Regions from separate parts of the Astyanax mexicanus genome. Here region 1 is linked to region 2. A link is a contact called in public Hi-C data. All regions are on one chromosome and are shown on one strand. The core of a region is the stretch at or near the end of the contact, and the rest is flanking DNA. Distances in the headings are between cores, read along the strand shown.

Region 1 (7,388 bases), core at 4,498-6,997, 230 kb after region 2:
TTAAGAGTAATACACTTTTAAATTATTTTTTAAATGTTTTAAATAATAGCTTATAGACATTAATGGGCTCCCCAACTGAGTAAACAGGCAATAATGAGGTCAGCAAAATATGACAGATTTTTTTTTCATATATTGTACAATAAGTTAATAATGTAATTATTGAGACAGTTCTAACAGGAGAGATTAAAATACTCAAAACTTGAATCTTAAATTACTATTTCAAAAATGTGTTTAAAAATATTGATCAAATCTGAAATCTAAAAATTAGCCTGAACAGTTTGTAGTGTTAGGCTTAATAATGCACAAAAACATTCTGTCCTGTGTATAGTTTTCTTCTGAATGCCGCTGGGTTCTCTGAATTGAGAGGTTGCTTAAGGGATCATGTGCATCTAAAACAATCAGTGATGAGGTAACGGCGTTGACTTTTTTCAGTAACGAGTAGCTAACTGATTACTCTGACTGTGACTATAACACCGTTAACATTTCCAACACAACGTTACTGCACGTTACTTTAGCCACTCGATTAAATTTTTTTTTACTTCGCGCATACAGACAAAGGCGCAAGTGTGTGTGTGCGCGTTGTGTGTGAAAGTCACATGGGAAGGGGAGGATGAGATAAACACCTAAGCAATGATTGTTGTCTTTGCTGTCGTGCACTCTATTCATCTGGCTTATGAAACACGCTCTGAGAAGGTGGGGGCCGAGGGGTGGGGGGTTACGGAGCGATTAACACAAAAGTAACGCAATAGTTACTTTAACTGGTAATTAGTTACTTTTATAGTGGAGTAATTCAGTTACTAACTCAGTTACTTTTTTTTTTATTACTTTTTCAAAGTAACGTGCCCAACACTGGAAACAATTAATGAGTCCCATGAAAGTAACTATAACTGTTTTACTGTTTAACACTATTACATAACAACACCAGCAATTCCAGCTGCCAAAGACACATAACAATCACATTGCACTGTTAGCTTTCACAATTTTAATATTAGTGTCCACTTTGCTCAGAGAATCCAGTGTCATTTATAGCACAAATGACTATAGTATATCCTTAACTCTCCAACTCACCCCAACAGTACTGGACAGAGCACCAGCATTTCAGAGAACACAGTTCCACTGCTCTACTGCTCTCTATCTTTGTCAACAATAGGTGCAACTAAAATTGCTGAATGCATTGTTTAAAAGGGGTCTACACAGACATTTTGCCATATATCGTCACTGTCAGGCACAAACCTTTTATCTCCATAATGCCACATTAGTTTCTGATATGGTCATGATGTCAACTATAAAATGCTGGCACAACATCAGATGTCTAATTTCCTATGTTTAGAACACAATAGAAAATCTGTTGACTTTTAACTTGTAGACACAATCACAATAGAGACCAAATAAATATATGTTTATGATAAAAATACATTTGTTTTAAGTAAATGACTTTGAAATATTGATTAAAACAAGCCTGTCCAGGAGCAATTTTCCCACTGGATCTTTACTTTTTGTTATTCAATTTAGTGAAAAATCCTGCCTTGTGAACAGTCCTGCCTCTTTCTTGCGGTTGATAAACATCAACACGAAACCATGCCTGAATGGACAGAGGTCAGAACATCAGTCAGTATCTGTTTCTTTATTTCTGGCTTTGCAAGAGACTTTGAACACCAAATAATTCTTTAATTTTATGCCATCCTCCAGCCAATTTCCCTCATCTCCTCTGAGTTCAGCCTGTTATTTAATAAAGGATGATACCAAAACAGGACACCTGCATGTTCACCCACGCAATATCCATTTAAAAGGAAATGCAAACAATTGCTCACTCTCAGCAGGGCTCGTGCCAAAAGAGTTGGTTGTCGGGCCATTGCTTTAGCCACAGAGGTGGCTGACAGGTGCCTGGAGCTGAAGAGATTACAGCTAGCCAAACAAATTATTCTAAATACCCCCCCAACTCCCCAAACACCAACCTACCGGACAGACATCGTTTTCCCACCCTCTTGTAAGATTGTAAAATGCACTGGAATGCATTGCTATTGTGTTGTATTTTGTAACATTTAGATAAACTATATTTAATGATGTTCTCTTCTATTCAATCTGTGAATTGTAATAAAGCCAAAATTGAAACACCTTGAGGGGATGGTCTTTTTAATACTATCGTCAGTGAATGTGTGTCTTAAAAATATGATTTAAAATGTCAGTCTTATGAAAGCACCCTGCAGTTTCCTTCAGGTTTGTTCAATTTGTCTGGGAACCTCAACACTGACAAGTAAAGGAGCATTATGTCAAAACTATGATTTAAAACATTTTTTCTAAATGTTTAACTTAAGTATCTTGTAACTATTGCTTATTATCTTGACATTTTCTCACACTTTAAATTCTCTTTATCTTGCAATAATGACTTGAAATGAATGAATGACTAAATCCAAAGGAAAGTTATTATTTTGAGATAGTATGTCATCAGTTCTGGTAACTAAGTTAAAGATCTGTGGAAAGTCAGAAATTTGAGGTAGTACATCTACATCTAAAGCTAAAATTCTGAGAAAATAAGTAATTTTTAGATAGCATGTGGTTAATTTAAGATATTTATAAGAAAATAAACAATAATCTTAAGATAGTAGATAGTAAATCATTGTTTTATTATAAGGTTTCTGAAACTGAAATTCTGAAATAAGTTCTTAAATTTAAGATGTTAAGTTAAAACTCCAAAATACTTCATGTCAACAAACAGTCGTTGACAGATCTTAATACTGATGTACTAAAATACACTTATGGACAGATACACTCTGATAGCTGTGGCTTAAGTAACAAATCTACACAGTAAGGTTCTTTTAACACACTCAAATCAACTTTGTCATACTGCTGTCAGAAATAAGCCAAACAAGCCTCCATAATAAAGCCCATTTCAGTGTTATAGTCATAGACTGCTCCCACTTTAAGAGCTTTAAGCCTGTTGTGTTTTAAATATGGCTGAAACTGAATTCCTCTAAGAGTGTGTTGGGGGTCTCTGCAGTGTGTTGTGTTGACTCCATTGGGAGTGGAATTTGGTTTAGGTTTTCTAGGTTTAGTGTTAGTGTACCCTCCCCCTGGGTTTCACGCTTGGTGACTTCCATAGATGCCTCCTTAGTCTGTGCATGTACCAAAACCTAGTAAGGTTAAAACAGTGTTGCTGATAAGCAGATTTTTCATAATGTATAGGAGCACCAGGCACAATCTAATGTGACAGGTTTTATTTTGTAGACTAGCACTTAAAATAACACTTATTGGTGATTCTTTCCCATTCCATTACAAATCTCCACAATAGTTTAACAGACATTTCTTAGTAGTCATACTAAAGAACTTGGTTATTAAGTTACATAATTCAGTCTGTTATTCTTCTATTCTCTTTCTGAATTATCTGTTTGCAGTCTAAAATTCAGTGTTCTTCACAAAGGTAGCATAGTTAGCCAGTTAGCTAGTAGACCAGCGATACTGCCCACAGGGCAGGGTGAAACCAAGGTTGGGTTAAGTGTGAAGGATACCTGCAATCAAGAAAGGATAGTAATCAAAGTGTGACCTAAAGCACTAAATAGCCCTGTGTGAATTGCTTTGTCCTAGCAAAAGTATTTATTAGAATCTAAGATGCTAATCAGATGCACAGAGGCTTTGTCGTGATGCAAAATCTCCCTTTTGCTATTGTTAAGCTCTTGTTGAGTAACAGTGTAATGTAAATGTAATCCTGTAGTCCGCTTACACAGAATAAAGGAAAAAGTAGGTTTGTTTGCTGTGGCTAAAATGGTGAAATTTGGATAACTAATACTAAGTATAATAGTGGTTAATAGTATACTCACGTTTGGAAGTGTAGCTGTGTTTTTAATAATAATAATATAAAACTAACATTTTAAAGTGAACTCTGGTCAACCACACTGGTCAACCATTAATCTGCTAAAGATCCCAGCTCAAGACCAGTTGGTCATCCAGAAAAAAGCATGCCCTGTGCAGGTCAAAGGCTAGTTAACAAGCTACCCAACCAGCATAGGGCTTGTTTTTTTCTGAATGACTAACTGGTCTTGAGCTGAAATATGTAGCAGGGGATAATCAGTTGGCATACCATCATATGGTTAGTTTTCACATGGATGACAATCTTTTCAACAAAATTCACCAACAAAAACTGATCTTAAAATAGACTTTTTAGAACTCATACAAAAATTTCTGTTTCATAGTTGGGCTACCCATACAGGCCCCACATAGGCATGTTTTCTGGGTTCTTTTTTAACCTGATATGATATGAGCTGTTTATTACAGTTAAATTACTTTAGTAAAAAAACAAACTGCACTGAACTGGACTGCACTAAATGTTGATTCTGATTCTTCACCAGCAGCCATTCAATTTCAAGCATTAATAAACCATCAACCCCATTGTCACAGCAGTGGTAAAGGTTGGCTAGTCAAACAGTATGTAACTGTGTATGTATCTACAGAGGTGTCAAGTAAGGAAGTACAAATACTTTGTTACCTTACTTAAGTATACATTTCTTGGACTTGAAGTATAAACATATATCATTCCGACTCCCTATTGGTTTATACGTGACATTACATCACGCCCACACTCCAGCAAGAACATAGCAGGCATATGTAGCCTAGTATGAAGACGATCCGTGGCAAAGACTCAAGAAAACTTGAGCAATTTTTAAGTATATACGGTATATGTGGCTGAAACACAGGTAGCCTAGTTCATTACAAAATTTTCAACATTAACATTTTAATATATCTATATAGTCGATATGGCTTTTAGCTTTTTTGGGGGGGAGGTGGGGTAGTGCACTATAGGAAATGGGTCTCTGCTCACCCCCAGCATTGCGAAATACAGCCTTTTTAGCCGATGCTAATGCCAGTGCTAGTGATAGGGGCATAGCATTACCCATGCAAATAAATTATTTTCACACCATTAACAAGCTCAAAATGGCTCCACACTTCATTGGCAGAATTCCGGGGGCCCTGACGTTTAAACTTTAACACCACCGTTAGTGGTGTTAATGTTAATAGTAAAGCCTTGTTTATGGTGGTAAAAGTTATTTCTTTGCATGGACAATGCTATGCCCTAATAAAAACATTTGTACCAATTATCAAGTTTCACTACACCCCAAGTTAATTTCCTTTAATGGCCATTACATTACTTTTACTTTTATAGTAGTTTTGAAACCAGTACTTTCACATTTTTACTTGAGTAAAAAGCTTAAGTTGATACCTCAACATCTACAGAAGTTTTTTAAACCAGGGTATCTATACTTCTACCTGAAAAAGAAATAAAATATTTTTTTACACCTTTGGTTATCTGCACTGCTGCTTTAAGTGTTTTCTAAACAGGAAGATCTAGGATCTAAAAAAATCTAAAAAAAAAAGTGACAGTCAGGATTAGCTGTAGCAGAATTCAGCGTCTGAACACAATAAAAAGTACTACTCAGCTCTTTATAATGTATTTTTTTGATAGCATTTGATAGCTGAAGGTCATTTAGGGAAACGTGTTTCTCTATTAAACTCTATTAAAAAGACTTTCATTCAGAGAGATTCACAGCCCTCCGCGTCTCCTCCCGTCCACTGTCCAATCAGCATGCACTTCCCCGTAGTGGAAACCCAATCAGAGCTGTCCACGAGGTTCAGGTCGGAGGTGGAGCCGCCTTGTGTTAATTGGCGTAAAATGCAGCCAATCGGTATTTGATAATTCCGCGGGGGCGTGTTCAAACGGGACACGTTAGCCAATCAGAGAGGGCGTGAGGGTGGCCCTACAATAACGGCCATCATTCTCCGTAGCCACACGTGATACGCTGTAGTTGCAGGCGGTGTGCTACATGAGAGCAGCGGTAAGTGAAACTCCAGCGCTCAGAATTACAGTGTATAGCTGTAGCTGCGCAGACGCGCTGTTAGCTATTGTGTTTTATTTGCAGCTTCGGGTTCTGTGTGTGTTCTGATTATTAGCTTTAGTGAGCAGATAGCGAGTTTACCGGGGGCGAGTTTGAGGATCTGCGTGGCTCTGAGGCCGGGACGTGGGTGAATCGGTTCATTTGAACTGATTCACTTTAGTCAATTGGTTAAACCGATGCTTGCTCAAATCTGAATCTTTTTTTTTTAGTAAATACGCGGAACGTTTCTAGCTATCCTTAAATGTCAGAATAGTTGTAACTAATAGTTCTTAATTCAGCTTAAAAGAGGTGTAGGTTATTTTATGTATAAATAACTGTTATTCCTATTTGAATGTATTTGTATCGGTTCATAATCGGATTTGTTTGAGAGAATCGGTTTGGTCAGTTCGGAGAGTCGGACTTTCCATCATTACTAGCTAACCTAGGTTAGCGAGCTGGTTAGCTTGCTCTGCTAGCCGTACAACTGTCATGTTAAAATGTGTAAATTACGCGTTTCAAGAGCAAAACTCAGTTTTATAAAAATCATGCAGAGTGAATTCTGTGGAGTCATGAAATGTTTTAAACCTGCGTGTTGTGGTCTGTAATCTCCGTATTAACGTTAATTTGGGGGAGGGCTAACCTAATGTTAACACGTTGAATCAGTTGTAGCTGCAAATAGATTAGTAACATTAGTCATTAAAGCGAGTTTACACCGCGAATAATTGTTTATTTTTACTTGATATTACTCGATATTCGTGGTCTAATTAAACGGCCCCTGTCCCCTGCTCGGAGCTGCGGCTGGACTAACGCTAGCTGAGACACTAGCAGGTTAAAAGTGGGGGTATAACGTTAGACTGGAAACCAGGGGTTAAACCAGCCCAACCGGTGTGGCACAAGTAACCACCGCTAGCTAACGTTAGTCATATTGAGCTGTGTAGCCCAGCTCTCTGTTCAGACATGGAAACTTCCAGATACAGGACTCCAAAAGGGTAAACAGGCTGTGACAGCTGAAGTCGAGTAATATGAGGGTCTTATCTGTGTTAGTTAGTTAATGGTCCATAGCTCTTAAGAGTTTGTCCTCACATGAAGGAGTCGTGACTCAGGACACAGGAAACCAGGACAATGCTGGTCTCTTCTCACTGCTTGTGGGTCGTTACAGAATAACTTCAGTAATAATTGTCAGCTTTTTCTGCTTCCACAACCTCCAAACTGACCAGCACTAACGCACACCCCATACTAGCCCCAATTTAATTAAGGCTTACAGGCTGTGGCGAGAATTATAAAAAATATTTTTGGAAGAAAAAAAAACACTGTGTGGGATTGTTCTCCATCAGAACTTTTTCAGAACTAAATTCAGCAAGCTTACAACAAAAATGTGAAAATATATTTAGAATATAAACAACCAAATATACTTTGTTACAAATTATTGCACATATAGTTCATTTTTTATGCCTCATTGTATTGGACATATACATACCTTGTAACATTTTATATTAAAAATAAAATTAATTAATACATTAAAAA
Region 2 (7,111 bases), core at 248-2,747:
GGTACAACTTTCGACCAGTCTCTTTCTCATTATTATATCATTAATACTGATCTAATTGAGGGAAGTGAGACCTGCACTTCTTTATATGTTGTTTTAGGTTATTTTGTGACCTCCTGGATGAGTTGTCCATGCCATTTTGCAATAATTTCGGTCTGCCGGCCACTCCTGGGAAGGTTCAGTGTTCTTAATTCTACAGGTCTGGCAATAATCACGCCTGGTTGTGGATAGTGAAATTGAACTCAGCTTTCCAAAGTGTGATTAATCAGTTAATTTATGGGGGACAAACACTTTTTTTTACAAAGGGCTAGATTGGTTTGGATAGTTTGTTTGATATAAAAATTTGATCATCTGAAAAATGTAAGTATGACAAAAATTCAAAAGAAATCTGTAAGAGGGCAAATACTGCCACTGTACATATATGTATAAATGTATGTATGTATATATATATCATGAAAATATGCTGAAATGCTGTAAAACATCTCATTTAGAGATTTAAACACAAAACTCTGTTTGAGCTTAATTAGGTGTATTTCCATTACAAGGGTGGAGTCGACACACAACCAGAAACAATGAAGGAAAACAAGTCTGAGCAGCTGAACCTGTGTTGATATAATATGCTGATGAACATGAACATGAACTAGCTAACCTAGCTTACTGTCTGTTTCTTTATACTGAAGTTAGAATATTAGCTATCTAAAAACCTTAAAACACATTATAATTATACTGTAAACTTAATTATAGCTTACTGTCATTACATATATACTATATATATATATATATATATATATATATATATATATATATATATATATATACACATACAGCAGGGGGCACTTCAGTTATATATATACACAAAATAAACTTGTTTAAGGTATAGTTTTATAACCAGACCAAAGTCATAATGTCATAGTGTAATAGTGAAAAGAGGCTATAGCTCAGATTTAACCAGATTACACGATGCCCATTAGCTAACCTCGCTAAGTAACTAAGAATTAGTTACAGTGTAATAAGGTGGTATTAAGGCCTCGGTTGGCCGGTTAATAAATAACCCATTCAGGTTAAAGTCCCATTAAACCAAACACTGGAGGAAGGAGCCCAGCCTGTGTAACCCCACACTATTATAACTTTATCTAGTTAAAGAGATTATTTCTGTATTAAAGTCCTAACTTACCTTTGTAGTACATTTGGAATGTGGCATTCCGGAGGTTGGTAAAAACATCCACCACTTTGCGGCTCAGGTACTCGAAACTTGTCGACACGTCCTGGTCGACGGCGAAGCGCCGAATCTCCCTGTGGCTGTCCTCCTTCCCCAGGAGGTAAGCTTTGACGGTCATCGACATTTTCGCGTCTTTTTCTCCCGCGACACAAACTGCTGCGGATCAAGAAGTCGGGCTGTGGGGTTTGTTGCGCAGCAGAAATTCACTTCCCTTTAAATCAGCAGTCAGCTGAGCGTCACGCCTCCTGCAGCCGCGGCTCCTCTCCGATCCTGCCCTCCCGCTCAGCCGCAGCTTTTATACCGCCCAGCCGCCCAATCGGAAACACGGCCTGGGTCCTGGGGGGCGGGGCTAAGTGCTTCTTGACAGGCGGACAAAGCTCACGGCGTGTTATTGTGATCAGAGGCAGTACAACAGCGCGGGGTGGGGGGGGGGGGGGTGGGCGGGGCCAAGCACAGGGGGGATGTTAAAGGCCGAGGAATGACACAGCACTTTCCACCCGGGGATTTCCCCCTGATATCACCACCGAGGACATGTCTCTGTCACTGTGCATACAGCGCCTTTTTAACCTAAAATCAGTTAAACTAAAGTAAAACTAATTTTACTACCAACACTTCAAATTACAAAACCCTGTAATGCTATTTTTACTAGTAGAATCGTTCAGAGTTAAAGATTCATCTATAAAATGTTTGTTAGTAATAATATCAGACCCATTAATTTATAAAACCATTCTAACTAGTCACAGCACAACATATCCTTATAACATAAACTATTTCTTACTAATGTGTCAAAATGGAGAAAATCAGGTACACCATTAGAGGCTCGCTGAGCACCTAAGAAAATGTGGGAACCGTTCTTTGTATATGTGAGGACCTTACAATCCTTTGTTATTCCTGAGTAACTGTTGAATATTTATTGTATGATTGTGTTTTTCTATCTATTATGTTATTTATGTTTCTTTTTTTAGTATTCTTTTTTTCAGCGTACCTTTTTTGTATTTTTCCCTCTATTTTTGCTTAGACTTATTTGATTGGATTGGATTTTGTTCTGCATTATTACATGAAAAAAATAATAAATAAACCTGGAAAAAATATTTCTGACTAGTATAAATGCTAATTCATGTACATTTGATAAGTATAAATATTTATTTAAGAAATGTTTGGTTTTAGATCTCTATAAATACAGTATTTGCACTATAAGGCACACCAGATTACAAGGCGCACTATTGATGAACGTCTGTTTTCTGATCTATTTTCATACATAAGGCGTACCGTTTTATAAGGTGCATTATGCAACACTAGGGAGAAACAGGGGTGTCGCCACGTTTTCCTTCTAATTCTACGGGTCTTGCCGCTGCGGGTGGTGGTGGCGGGGTAGCTAAAGTAAACAGCAAGCCAAACATTTCACATCAATAATTTACAACATGTAACTATATTACATTATGGAAATGTTATACTTGTAATATGACTAATTATTCATCTTTAAATATGATAATATAACTGATATCTACTGATACTAAAGCAGCTTCTAAGGACACCTGATTGTTAGTGTCTGTCTGAATTACAAGGGCAATAGACACAAACTAATTTCATGTTTCATGGGAAACAGTCTTGAAAAACATGACAGCATTGGCCAAACAAACTGCGTCAGCAAAAAGCAAAGATCCCTTGCAGAGATAGAAGGACATTTAACAGGAATGAACAACACCACAAACCTAAGGCCTTAGAGTTTACCACATTATTGAATGAACACATCTTCCAGCCACACAGTCATAACCACTATAAGCTTCAGAAAGCTGAAAATGACAGCAGCGCTGCTGCTTTGTATTCAAGGCCAGGACACAGACAGCTGTAGGTATAACCTGGTGTAATGTATTAGAATATGTTGTGATTTAATAACATGGTGTAATTTAACAGCTTTTCCAACATTTGGGCATGTGCACTAATTAACTTAGACCTCCAGTATTAACAGCAGTCATTTGGTTTGGCATTAACCCAGCCTGTGTGATCTGTGCTTGTTTGGTTTGGTTGTTCTAGATTATTCTGGTTTAATCCACCTTTCAATGCTGATGCAATCACCCTGTTTAAAGTGAAATACTGTGTGATTTGTTCAGTATTAGATCAACATAGCCATTTCCAACCTGTGCTCTCCTAAAGCTCTCATTCATGCAAGATGATATGTGTGAAGTGCTGTGTCACAATGACTAGCACAAATAGTAACACACCTGTAGAGTAACATATGCTGCTGGGTAGGATTTCTGTAACCAGATTTAACCAAAACAAGTTCAAACAAGTTGTGTGTGTGTAGGAAGGTTAGTTACAAAAGTATTTGGACACTTTTCCAAATAATTAATACACTGAAGTAAACAAAATGCCACAGTGATGCCGTCCATCATGAAACTAAAGTATCCAACAATTTGTCAAAGCTTCTCCATTATTACGTGATTGTGATGTAAACAAAGCCATGGGAAGTTTGGTGGGAAATGCAAAGTTCTAAAAAAAACTACCCACTCTGATTAACTCACTGTGGTGGGCACTTTTCATGTTTTTAAACAATGTTTTATAGAAGGAATTACACAATATTGATATGAATATGTTTATTTGTGACAACAGATAGGTGTGATTCTACAAACACATCTTTATCTGTTTTTGCATCTGATGAAAACACTCTTTGCTTTCTTAAGAACAATCAAAAGAACCTTCACTTGATATAAAAATTCCGAAACAATTTAAAGGTTCTTCACAGTAAAGAGTTGTAACAAAAAACTAGATGAATAAAGATTACAATAGAGATGTGTGACTGTGCAAAACCTTTTATAGAACTTCGTGTAACGTTTCCTACCAGTTTAAAGGTTCTTAATAAAATAGCTCTTATGGCTGGGGTATTTAATTAAACTTCAAAAATGATGAGTGACAGCACTCATCATAACACACACATTTTATTAGCTGAGCAGATGCATGAAATTCTGTAGGTTAAATTGTGTTCTAAAATGCTCTTTTTTTAAATAGTAACTGGAACAGTGACCCTCAGAACATTCTGTAATTCACATGCGCTGAAACACAAGTGGGCTGACTTGATTGTTCATCTAGGTTATGCAATTGTGTGAGAAGGATTAAATTCCAAGCTTTTGGAAACTGCTAAAGCTTTGTTTAGGTTTCCCCAAAGACATTTAATCTAATATACTGGTCTTGTGGTAAATCAGAGGGTTTACTGTCAGTAGCAGATTAATGAAAACAGTGTCTGGGGCCACTGAGATAGAAACACGGTGATAAAGGTATGAACCAAAATACTGACAGTTTCCAAAGCACAGTAAAAACAGATTAAAATAAACTGTGATTATGACTCTTTCTGTGACCTTTCTGTTAAATATAACCGCATACCAAACCTAGATGGGGATGTTCCAAACCTCAGTGTCGCAACTATTTCATTCGACTCACTCTTTCCTAAGATTCCTAAAGAGGCCACACACACACACACACACACGAATTTGCAGTACATTGTTTGATTTTAAGTTAATCTAGCAAAGCAAAAGTGTGAGCTATAAAATACATCTGGTCAATTTTGTATGTATTTATGTAAAAAATTATTTAATAATTTATTATTTTACTCACAAAAGTAAGTAAGCAAGCCCCTCACATTTTTTGTAAGTATTTCATTATATCATTTTATGGGACAACACTGAAGATGTGGAACTAACAATATTAATATGAAGTACACAATGTACAGCAAACACTGAGTACAGTGTGCATTGTACAAACCCGGTGGTAGGGTAGCTTGTTAACTAGCCTCCTGGCCAGCAGAGGGGATGTTTTTCTGATTGACCAGCTGGTCTGAGTGTGAGTGTAAAGAACCTTTATTAAACTATTAAAATCATTGCACTAAGTTATAGTTATATAGACCTTTAAAACATTATTTACACTGACACAGAAAAGAAGAGAAAGTTAATTGTCTTGATTAAGGGCCCCAATGTGACTGCTTAGCATATTTAAATATTTAATCCACAACCTTGTTTAAGATCCCACAATCTCACAAGTCACCACATCCCTAGTGTTTGTTGTAGTACTTTTTGTGTTTAATCAAAGTTTTATTTTCATATTAGCTCTATAGGTATTAGCGAGTTTGTAAATTTGTGCTTGTAAACATCTACCAAATTCACATTCATTGTATATCTTCTGTCTTAGTATAAGAAAGATTAGAATCTAAGAATATTATACAAGCTGTATATTTTAGGATATATGTTATATTATACTACTCTATGATATAAAAACACAATAATACATGAACATGAACTTTAACTTATTCTTATTACAACAATTGAAATAACACACTACGGCCATAATAAACCACATTTTCAGTTTTTACCTTTAATACTTAAGTATACTAAAAAGCAAATATTCCCCACAGTTGTTTTATATAGTTATTTATATATTAGCAGTCCCACAATATAATTTAACATAATTTTTGCACAGCTTTATACGTTTTGTGGATGTATTAGGTACACTATAAATTATAAATATCGTTTAAAATGTTATTATTTATTAAAAGTATCATTTAGCTACATGTTTTTATTAAATAAAAACATTCAGTGAAGGTCTATTGAACAGCTGTAACACACTGAGACTGAATAAACAGTTTACAGTGGAGCAGCTTGTGATTCTGGCTGAATCATTATTTTATGGAGGTAAGAATGTTCGGTGGATAAGCAGCTCCACCCTGCAGCCTGTAGAAGCGCCTGTATCGCGGTGTTTTTCTCGGGCAGGGCGGAAAAGCCCGCTGTCCTGCTGGATGATGATGAGGTGAGGAGCCGCGAGGTCACCTGACTCTCTGACTCACATCATACCACGTGATTCCTCCCACGTGTTTATTTAGCTCATCATCACAGCTCCTCCACGCGACTCCCCATCTGGAAGACCTCGAAACTTCGAGAAAGTTACAGAAGATAAACACGGAAGACTGAACGCATTTTCTGCCCTGTCACTGTGTTTTATTTAACTGTGGCACTTCATACGTTTTTCCTTATTACACTATTAGATGTTTTTCTTTAACTGTAGGAACCCAAATGTTTTACTGTAATAATGTAGAAACAGGAAGCCCTTCTTTTTTATTATTTATTATTAAGTTCACATACTTTGTACGTTTTTTTAGTTTATAAAGATGTCTTTGTTTTACAGTATTTCTAAACCAAAGGTGACAAATAATGAAGTAAAATGTCTTTGTTACCTTACTTAAGTATAAATGTTGCTTATCTATACTTCACTGTAGTAATTATTTTTCATTCAACAAAAAATAACTATCCAGGTATATTTCTCCATCCAGATATAATGGATTTGATTGTGGTTGGATGAGAAGTATAAACATATGGGCCATTCCACCGAATGGGTTGTAACTCCAAATTAAACAGATTTTTAAAAAATCTTTTTTCAACTCTGAATCTAATAACACATATATTTAACTATTCAAAACATGTATTGGTCAGTCTCAGGCACCTTAATTTTTTACAATGTTTCCAAACCGAAGATGGTTACAAAATGTATGTGACATTTAAAATGCATGTTTAAAAGCAATTCCACTAATTCCTTTGATTTTCTCTCAATAAAGTATTTATTTTACACAAATGATTACATGTGTTTTTGAATAATTGATATTTATGACAAAAAAAAAATCACGTTTGTTAATGGCACTCATTCCTGGAACTCACTCCTGTTACTGGCACTCCTTCCTGTTACTTTTTATGTTTTAAGTAACAGGAATGAAAATAACAGGACTGAGTTTTTAGCTTAAAATTAGCAGAAACATAAAAAATAGCTAAATGGTGACTATGCTAATAGCATGAGGACAATCAGCACATTCTAGTGATTTTACCAAAATTTAAGTTTTGACAATAAACAAATTGGATC

The links. Hi-C and Micro-C count contacts between places; a contact is called where the count stands out from the background.
Region 1: a Hi-C map of muscle shows a contact between it and region 2, with 5 times the contacts expected there. The contact joins the promoter of canx here to the promoter of sqstm1 in region 2. A contact is called at or near these places in 2 of 3 Hi-C or Micro-C datasets (both in muscle).

The regions. Positions count from the first base shown.
Region 1 is chr10:18,202,528-18,209,915 of AstMex3_surface, forward strand. canx (calnexin) reads left to right here and starts at 5,748. Exons shown (of 15, transcript XM_015603429.3): 1 at 5,748-5,825. The coding sequence starts at 5,814. mgat4b (alpha-1,3-mannosyl-glycoprotein 4-beta-N-acetylglucosaminyltransferase B) reads left to right here. Exons shown (of 15, transcript XM_049484199.1): 15 at 1-2,120.
Region 2 is chr10:17,979,689-17,986,799 of AstMex3_surface, forward strand. sqstm1 (sequestosome 1) reads right to left here and starts at 1,498. Exons shown (of 7, transcript XM_049484198.1): 1 at 1,172-1,498. The coding sequence starts at 1,340.